Regions from separate parts of the Gossypium hirsutum genome. Here region 2 is linked to region 1. Evidence: chromatin contacts called from public Hi-C data. All regions are on one chromosome and are shown on one strand. Each heading gives the region's core, a stretch centred on a gene start, on an enhancer-like site or on the middle of the called end of the contact. The rest is flanking DNA. Distances are from core to core; before and after follow the strand shown.

The links. A called contact is a pair of places that touch in the nucleus more often than the background predicts.
Region 2: a contact with region 1 is called in a Hi-C map of leaf, with 4 times the contacts expected there. The contact joins the enhancer-like site here to the promoter of LOC107930590 in region 1. A contact is called at or near these places in 10 of 34 Hi-C or Micro-C datasets (cotyledon, hypocotyl and leaf).

The regions. Positions count from the first base shown.
Region 1 is chrA06:2,806,788-2,811,087 of Gossypium_hirsutum_v2.1, forward strand. LOC107930590 reads left to right here and starts at 1,725. Exons shown (of 5, transcript XM_016862256.2): 1 at 1,725-2,566; 2 at 2,650-2,777; 3 at 3,723-3,835. The coding sequence starts at 2,181. It overlaps LOC107930589 (RNA-binding protein 1), which reads left to right. Exons shown (of 3, transcript XM_041114852.1): 3 at 1-1,045. The coding sequence ends at 769.
Region 2 is chrA06:2,851,247-2,855,546 of Gossypium_hirsutum_v2.1, forward strand. No RefSeq gene overlaps it. Among protein-coding and RNA genes, the nearest start is that of LOC107930619, 17 kb to the left of the region's middle. Within about 2 kb of position 2,250, at least 3 of the 9 cell types and tissues checked have an H3K27ac peak or open chromatin away from gene starts, as enhancers often do. A contact at or near this core is called in hypocotyl and leaf, where this site is marked.

The sequences.
Region 1 (4,300 bases), core at 475-2,974:
CTTTGAAAGATTCGGTAGAATAACCGACGTAGTTGTGATGCATGACAGCTTGACTAACAGGCCTAGAGGATTCGGGTTTGTTACTTTCGAATCGGAAGAGGCTGTGGAGAATGTTATGCAGAAGAGTTTTCATGAGTTGAGTAATAGGCTTGTGGAAGTCAAACGTGCAGTGCCAAAAGAAGGGAATAATGGTGGTAACAATGGTTATAACATGAAGGCTGGTGTTGTACCGGTATCACCATATAATGGTTTTCAGCCTTTTGATTACGTTCCCGGTAGTCCTGGATATGGTATGTTCCCTGGTTATGCTCCTCTTATTGGGTATAATACCATTGATGGATATGTTTACGGAAGTGGTGTTTATGGCAATGGGTACCCAACCGTTGGATATGGTAGGATAGGTTATGGTGTCCCTCCAGTTACTCCGAGGGGTTCTTTTTATGCCCCTGTAATGCTTGGACCAAGACTTTGCCCGCCACCTTATGGAACTGCATCTGCCTATCCCCCTTGCATGAACAATGGGGTTGGTCTAGTGGGTACAGTGACTGGTGGGTTCAATGGGATTACTGGGAACGCAGTTGATGGAAAATCAAATCAAGTTAATGATGACTCTCGAGATCCACCTACAAATGCCATGCCACCTCAGACCGAAGGAGCAAACTATGATGGTGAGGGTTTAAAGGAATGCAACGCCGGTGCTTCTAGCGAACAGGATCAGAAACATCATGACGGAGAACTTGAGCCTTTATATGTTGATGCTTCAAGATGATCACTCGGCACATTTGGGGGTTCGAACTTTGAAGGGTTAGTGAATTTTTTTAACTAAACAGGCTTAGGAAAAGTTTAACCATGATTTGGTCCATTTCCACTTTTAGACGTAATGTTGTGCCATAACCATGCCCGGCAGTGCTCATATATATATATTGTGTTTAGATTATGATGATTTGTCCGTACAGAAATCAGGGTATCATGTAATTCTAATTTCTCTTTGTGCAGTTTCACTACTCTGTCAGGCAATGTTAATAATGAAGCTATGTTTTTTTTATTCAACTGGTTTTTATTGGTTGGCTAAATTTAAAAAACTAATTCAAATATAAAATACATGGTTTTGATATTGGTCGGCTTTTTCAACCCTTCTTGGGCCTTATTGTTAGGTGATCCGACTCAAAATGACTTGAAATTACTCATAATCAAAATGTTTTTGGTCCAAAATTACTTAGGTAAATGAAATAACCCAAATCTAACTCAAAATGGGAACTTAAAATTGGAACCTAAAATTATCAAAATCCAAAATAAAACAACTGGAATCCGATTTAGCCACAAAAACAATTGGAACTTGAAATGTTCCTTAATGAGACCAAGTGTCAACAAAAGGTAGGAGTGAAGAGCCATCAAAGATGAAAGAGAAGATAAAAAGGAAAGAGAAAGGAGAAAGGTGGAGAAGCCTGTGTTCTAGTATCCATCTCCGTCTCCTTTGTGCTATTGGGTTATATAGTCAGTCACTTATTGTTTCGTAGTGCCACGTGATGGGTCGCATTGGGAGGTTGGAGGTTAGATGCCAAACGAATATGACTGGTGTCATGGTATGTCTTGTGTAATCTTGTTTGCGTCCTAAGCTGTCCCAAGTTATTTTGTATTGACATTGTTATCCCTTGTTATGATGAGTGAGTCTGGTCGTCATACAGGTTATCAGTCGAGGGGTTCTTAACGAAGGCTGTTAGCCTATGAATTTTCACGAGGGGTTCCCAACGAAAAATCTTCAGTCGAGAGGTGCCTTATGAAAGGTCTTCAGTTAAGAAGTTTCCAACAAAATACTGTCATAGTAGGCTTAAAGAAACTATAATAACAATTCCATTTGTATAACATTCCTAATCAATCCATTCCCAGTACCTTATCATTATTATCCCATTGGTTGAATTTGGATTTCTAGCTCTGGAAAGTAATGCTGCCATTTGTTAAAAAAAAAAAAAACCTTTTCCAAATGCTAAATCAAGCTTCTGGCTTGGAGGGATCTATATAGATTTCCTTTGATGGGTTTGGACCAATCAAACAGACGGCTGAGATAAAACGAAAAAAAACCGAGAAAAAAACAGAAAAATTATTTCTTTAATTTCAGCTCTCCAGAAAGTGGTGAGAAAATATCAACGCCAGCATTTTCCCTTGATTTTTTTTTGTAATAAATGCCCTTTTTGGGAATCCAAAAAAGAACCCAACACAAAACCGAAAGAAGCTCAAACATGTTTCTGATAAGCTGTCCAAGCGGAGCATTGTCGGCTAAAAAATGTTCACTCAAATTCACTGTCCCAATTAAACCTTCAATTTCCAATTCCTCAATCCATAAAAGACCCAAATTCATCCCTTCAAGAAATCCACGAAAACCCCTTCAAATCACTCTCGCCAAGGCTGAAGGAGGCCTAGACTCTGCCCCTAAACAATCTTCCCCTCCTCCTCCTCCTTTCAACAATAGCGACGACACCGTTTTCGTTGGTCAAGATGATGTCCCTTTGGAAGGTGTTATCCAGTTCGAAAAACCCAGTTCTTCTTCTTCTCATCTTTCCAAATGGGGGTAACTAAAAGCTTTTTCTTTTTCCTTTTATTTTTAAAATTTATTTTTTTATTCTTTTAATTGTTTGGATTGTTATGTGACAGTCGAGTGGCTTTGCTTGCTGGTGGGGATGTGTTGGCTTTGCTTTTGTTTTCTGCAATCGGAAGATATAACCATGGTCTCCCCATTTTTGCAATGGATACAATACGTACAGCTGACCCTTTCTTGGCTGGTATTCTTTTAACTTTTACATTTCACTGTAATTTAATCATATTGGGCCAATTGAGTGTTAGCTCGGTTGCCTTTGGCAATCTTGCCCTTGCAAGAGGAAATGGGTTCAGGCTTGATCAAAGGTATCATGAGTATTCCTACACATTGTATAAAAAGTTATATTGTAGGTATGGAGGCCCTTGTACTAGGATCCAAATTGCCAAATTGGTCCTTTCTGTAAAATATTCATTTATTTCTATTGTTAAAATTTTAATTTATTTTTACCGTATTGAAAAGCCTGAACGTTATAGATGGCATATTAAATGTATATCATTTTAGCATATAAGGACCAATTTTTTATATTAGAAATCGATATAATTTTTATAAGAAGGACCGATTTGCTCTTTGATCTAATGTATAAAGACTAATTTGCTCATTTTTTGAGTTGAGGGGGTAAAATGCAATCCATCTCCTAGTACAAGGGCCTCTATGATACTTTTACACATATTGTATTAATCAAAGACTAATTACCATTTAGGTTTTAATTGTCGGTTCATACTTGACATGTGACATATGTAAAACATGTAAGATCTAATTGTAAATAAGTACGTATTAAGAAGACAAACAATATTGAAACAAATTTAAGAAGCTTATTTTTTTAACACATCAAATACAAGTTATACATGTTGTGGGTACACATTTATAATTTGATGTCTAAATATGCTTCATGTTAGACTTGAGTTGACACTTACTGATTTACACTCAAGCTAATAGCGAGACTGATGGAAGGACGTGATTGGTATGGTACAGATACATTGAGGCCTCAATTAGAATATTTTGAAGTTTAAGATCCAATTTAGAATTTGGGTCATATTTTGAGAATGTTTAGTGCAATTCACCTCAAAGAAAAATAATAATAAGATTTTCATTATATAACTTATGTAAAAGTGGAATTGTGGATTGATAGGATGGTTTTTGAGTGCATACTTCCTTGGGGGCTATAGTGAGGATGGACGAGGAGCCAATGGTCTATCCCAAGCCCTTATTGCTGCTGCCAAATCTTGGGGTTTGGGAATTCCTGTAAGTTTCCATGTATTGTTTTCCAAATTTCAACCATTCATATCACCATAAGTTCATAACAATTAGCATAAATTTGGGTTCATTTTTCTGTTTAACATTGGGAGAGGGTGATTTGAACTTGGGATCTCTACTATGATGAGAGGTGTGGCTACATGAACTTTACAATTATTCTTTCAGTTAAAGGTTCAATGTTGTACTTATAATACTTCTTAGAGAGCCTTAGAATATGTTTCATCATGTTGTTCTTTGGCTTGCTGCTCTAGTGATCCTCATATAATATTTTATCTTAGCCATGATTGTAAATCATAATTCTTCATCAAAGTATACCCAGTGAAGCTTTTTCTTTATCGTCTCCTTTCAAAGCTTTTTTTTATTGCCTTAGAATTTTTATGTTTGTCATGTTATTTATGACTTTCTGGTCTAGTGATCCTCATATAATTTTTTATCATAGCCTGGATTGTTAAT
Region 2 (4,300 bases), core at 1,000-3,499, 45 kb after region 1:
TATATTAATATTTAAAAGAATGAGTTTTTAAATATTTATTTACTCTTATAAAACAATTGCCAACCTCTGATCCCGCTTGTGGAGTCCAAAATCTTCACGGGTAGTGCACCAAATATTTTCTCAAAAAACAATAGTTAAAAGTGTTGAACATGTATGAAGCTAGGTGCAGGGATAAGAGTAGGACCTTGGAGCCCAAAAATTTATAAAATGACTCTGAAATATTCGAAAGTTTTCATTGAAGTTGTCACTAGGTTGTTGAAATCATTGTTGCATGACCTTGTTCGTTTGCATTGCCTACATCAATCGAAAGTTCTCATTTCACTTCTGTTCTACAGTTATGAAACAACTTTAAATATAATGAAACTGTGAATCAAAATTCAAACACCTTTCTTCGATTTCTGACACTAACCATCATATCGACTTGAATATAAAGTATGTTCTTTTACTCGTTGATAGGCATTGATCCATTGTACCGATTGTTGAATCATCGCTTAGAGCTCACTAACTAGACTTTAAAAAATAAAATTAACAGCTTAGTGACTACATGAAAACTTTTGAATAGTTTAATGACCATTTTATAACTTTTTGAAGTTGAATGACAATTTAGTAGCCATGGGTGGAGTTTGCCCAAATTAATAATAGCATTTTTAATTCTTTATTTAAATGAAAAAAATGCAATTTTAGTCCCTCTCAAAAAATAGTAATTTAATTGAAGTCCTTTAGCCCTTTGGTAAAAATGAAAATTATCATTTTTCCTCCCAAAGATTTAATATTTTAATTTAATCCCCTTTAATACAAAAGTTTTAGCTTTTGCATCCCTCAAATTTTACTATTTTATGCCAACCCCCAACATAAAATTCTTGACTTCGCCCCTTATTATAAAAAAAAGAAAAAAAGAAGATGAAATATGAAAAATTAAAGCTGAAAAATTACCCAACTAAGTAATAACATAGCTAGCCCCTACAACATTGCATATTCTTAGAGATTGTGAGTTCAAGCCTCCTTATGCGAGAGTATATCAGGTAAAGGGTTTGAAGGATTAAATTACAAAATCAACATAGTAAAGGGACTAAAACTAGAATTATACCAAACAAAAATTAAATTATCGAGAATGATGATAACAAAATGAATTGAATGGCTTGGGAACAAGATTGAGGATGATGCTCCGTACAGATTGTGGCAGCCAGTTTTGTTTTTATTTTCTCATAAGGCTAAAAGCATACATAGCTAAATAGCCCCTCTCAGTTTCAGATCATATATATGTTTCAGATCATATATATACATATTGGATTATTATATGCATTCAAAGCTGTCAGCGTCCAGAATCTAACGTGAGTATCTTTAGTCCAATTTTGCTAGTATAATTATTATTTAAAAACACAATATAATAAACCATGATATTGATATATGATAGGGTGTACAATGCCATTTGCTAAAAGCCTAAGCCGTGAGTATTTTGTCTGCAAATTTGTCTTTTCTTCGACTCTAACACATCTCCTCTTTGTCTAGTCTCCATTTTCCACCGTACAACCCTAATGTTATATCATATTACTGAATCCATGCAATTCTTGCAGTTCATGTGTTTATCTTCTTGTATCAGTTTTGCTCAGCCATTTTTGACTTTTTCTGATTTTTTTGACTAATTTTATCTTCATAATTCGATCATAACGTCTGGATCGAGTTAAAAAGGTTACAGAACTAAACTCTTTATCACTCGACCGGTTGGTCCCGGTACTTTTTTTTCCTTTGGTGGACTCTTATTTTACTGGGTTGAGTCTATTTAACTTTCCTCTTTTATGTTGAGGCCTAATCTGTTTTTCAATGCACTTGGGTCAAGCCCATTGTTGGCCCAATTCAGATAGTAAAGAATAACTCCATAAGTCCATTGTTGGTCCAATTTTCAAAACTTTGGGTTTAAATGATCATCCCACTTTTTGAGTCCATTTCATCAATTTTTTTTATCTAAAATTATTTGTAGGAGAGTTTAGTCGGTGGATTCGGTTAAAAAAATTTAAAATGTAATTTGATCGTTTAGAATAATACTTTAGCTTACTAATTGACCATTTAGGTTTTAATCGATGTAATCAACTTCACGATATTTGGTTTGATCGGTTAAGTCAATTAAATCGAATAAGCTTAGATTTTGATTTTGATTAAAATTTTATATAAAAGAGATATGGGGAAGGGGGCTGGGTTGCCAAACTGAACTTGTTTGCTCCCATGTGGTAATCTAGGCATGCTCTTTTTGCTAGGTTATTGGGCCTAATGGTTAGGTTCACTTTTAACTGTACAACCCGTTTGCTTTTTTGAGCTTTGTTTTGGAATTAATAAATAAAACCCAGTTGATTGTCTCAAAAAAAATATTTTTTTATATATTAAAAAATAGCTAAAGACAACTGATTTGATTCTGCTAATTTATAATTAATAATTGAGTGACATAATTTATTTTAACCTATTACAAAACTATCGTAGCCATTATAACTAACTTGACTGAACTTATTCTATCGAAAACCTTTGGTTAATTGAATAAAAGCTAGTTTAGCATTACTTTTCAAAAATCAATAATTTTGTTATTGACTTTATCTATTCATCTTTATTAATTTTAATATAACAATAAAAATATTTCAAGCAAGATGTTAATTTTGATGTCTCAAGTTTTTGGTATAACAATATTAACTAAGTCATTTAGTGTTCAAACTGTTTTAAAGCATTTCAAAGACTTATAAAATACTCAAAAACATGTTTCTAATGATTTGAATTTATCCATATATTCTTTAGTAAATACCAAAATGTTTTAAGTGTTTAAATCCATTTTAAACAAGTTTGGGGCATAGTTTCGATACATAAGCAAAACTGTAAAACCCTAGATAGTAGTGTTACAACAAACCTAAAAGTATTGATACTTCTGGAGTTGTATCGGTACTAGCCTAGTTGTGGCGATACCATTGCCTTCCAACGACTATAGTTTTTTAGTAGTATCAGTTCAAGTTCATCTGCAACTGCAGTTAATGTACAAATTGAGTGATGCAATAACTCTAAGTCTTACCCAACGACTATAAATATTTACAAACTCATTCCCTTAGTATAAATACACGCCAAAGACACATCAAAAAAAAAAAGAGAAATATCCAAGCATAAAACACAAGGGAATTAACTTCAACTCTTCATTTTCTTCATCATTTCTCTTATACATATTTCATTAAGAGCTTGCTGCAATATCTTTTCTTACTCTCAAATCTTTGTATTTAGAGTCTCATTTGCAAACACACCTACTTGAGGTTCATTGTTAGTTTGCTCATCTTCTCCTTGTTTGTAAAGAGTATACTTAAGGTTTTTGAAGTATAAAACCTTAAAGAGGCGTTTGGTTATCTTAGATTGCATTCCGTAATAGAATTATGGGAATGTAAGAGTATAAGTAGAATGTGAGATTACTTTATTTAGTTCATTTGCCTAGGAATTTAATATTCAAGTGTTTGGTTTATGGAAAGTAAAATTACCTAAAAGCAAATTTTACTATATTGTCCTTGTTATAAAATATAGACTCATTAACCAAATAATTTATGTCAACTACTGAGAGAATGCTAAAGAGCAAGTTAAGTCCACCAAATTGCCAGTCATTCTATAATTCTAATTGCTGGAGAAAAAAAAACCTAAAATCTTGTCAAGAAAAAAGGAATTTGATTGAAAGTTATGACTTCAATGAAATTTTCTATCGAAACGGTAATTTAAATCACAAACAGCAAAGCAAATAAGCTCCAAACTTCATTTTCTAACAATGATATTCAATTAATCGAATATGTGCTAGCAATTGTTCTTAATAAAATAGATTAAACTCTTAACAAAAGCAATTTGGGATTTGAAAATTGAAATTTAATTGAAACTTACAAACAATACAACATGGTGAAGAGATAGTAACGATGGCTATTTTACAAGGTCTTCGCTTTCTACCTATCTCTTTATATACTCTCTTTAATTATTTAAATAATTATTCTTAACAATCGAGAGAACTCATAATAACCAACAACACAAAAACTCAACAAACTTGCAGCCTACAACATAAATTGAAAAAAAATCTACAACAAACGACAAACATGAAGCCTACAACAGATATTGAAAAATGAAAAAAAAATCTCAATGCAATAAACCACAAAGCAATATGAAGACACAACTAGAAATTGAAAATATTAAATTTACCTCACTAGAGACGAGGGTGAATCTCTAGGAGAGTGTGGAGTTAAAATTTGGAGAAGGTTAAGGATTTTAGTTTTCAAACTTATGAGAAGGAAGAGAAGAAAAAAAA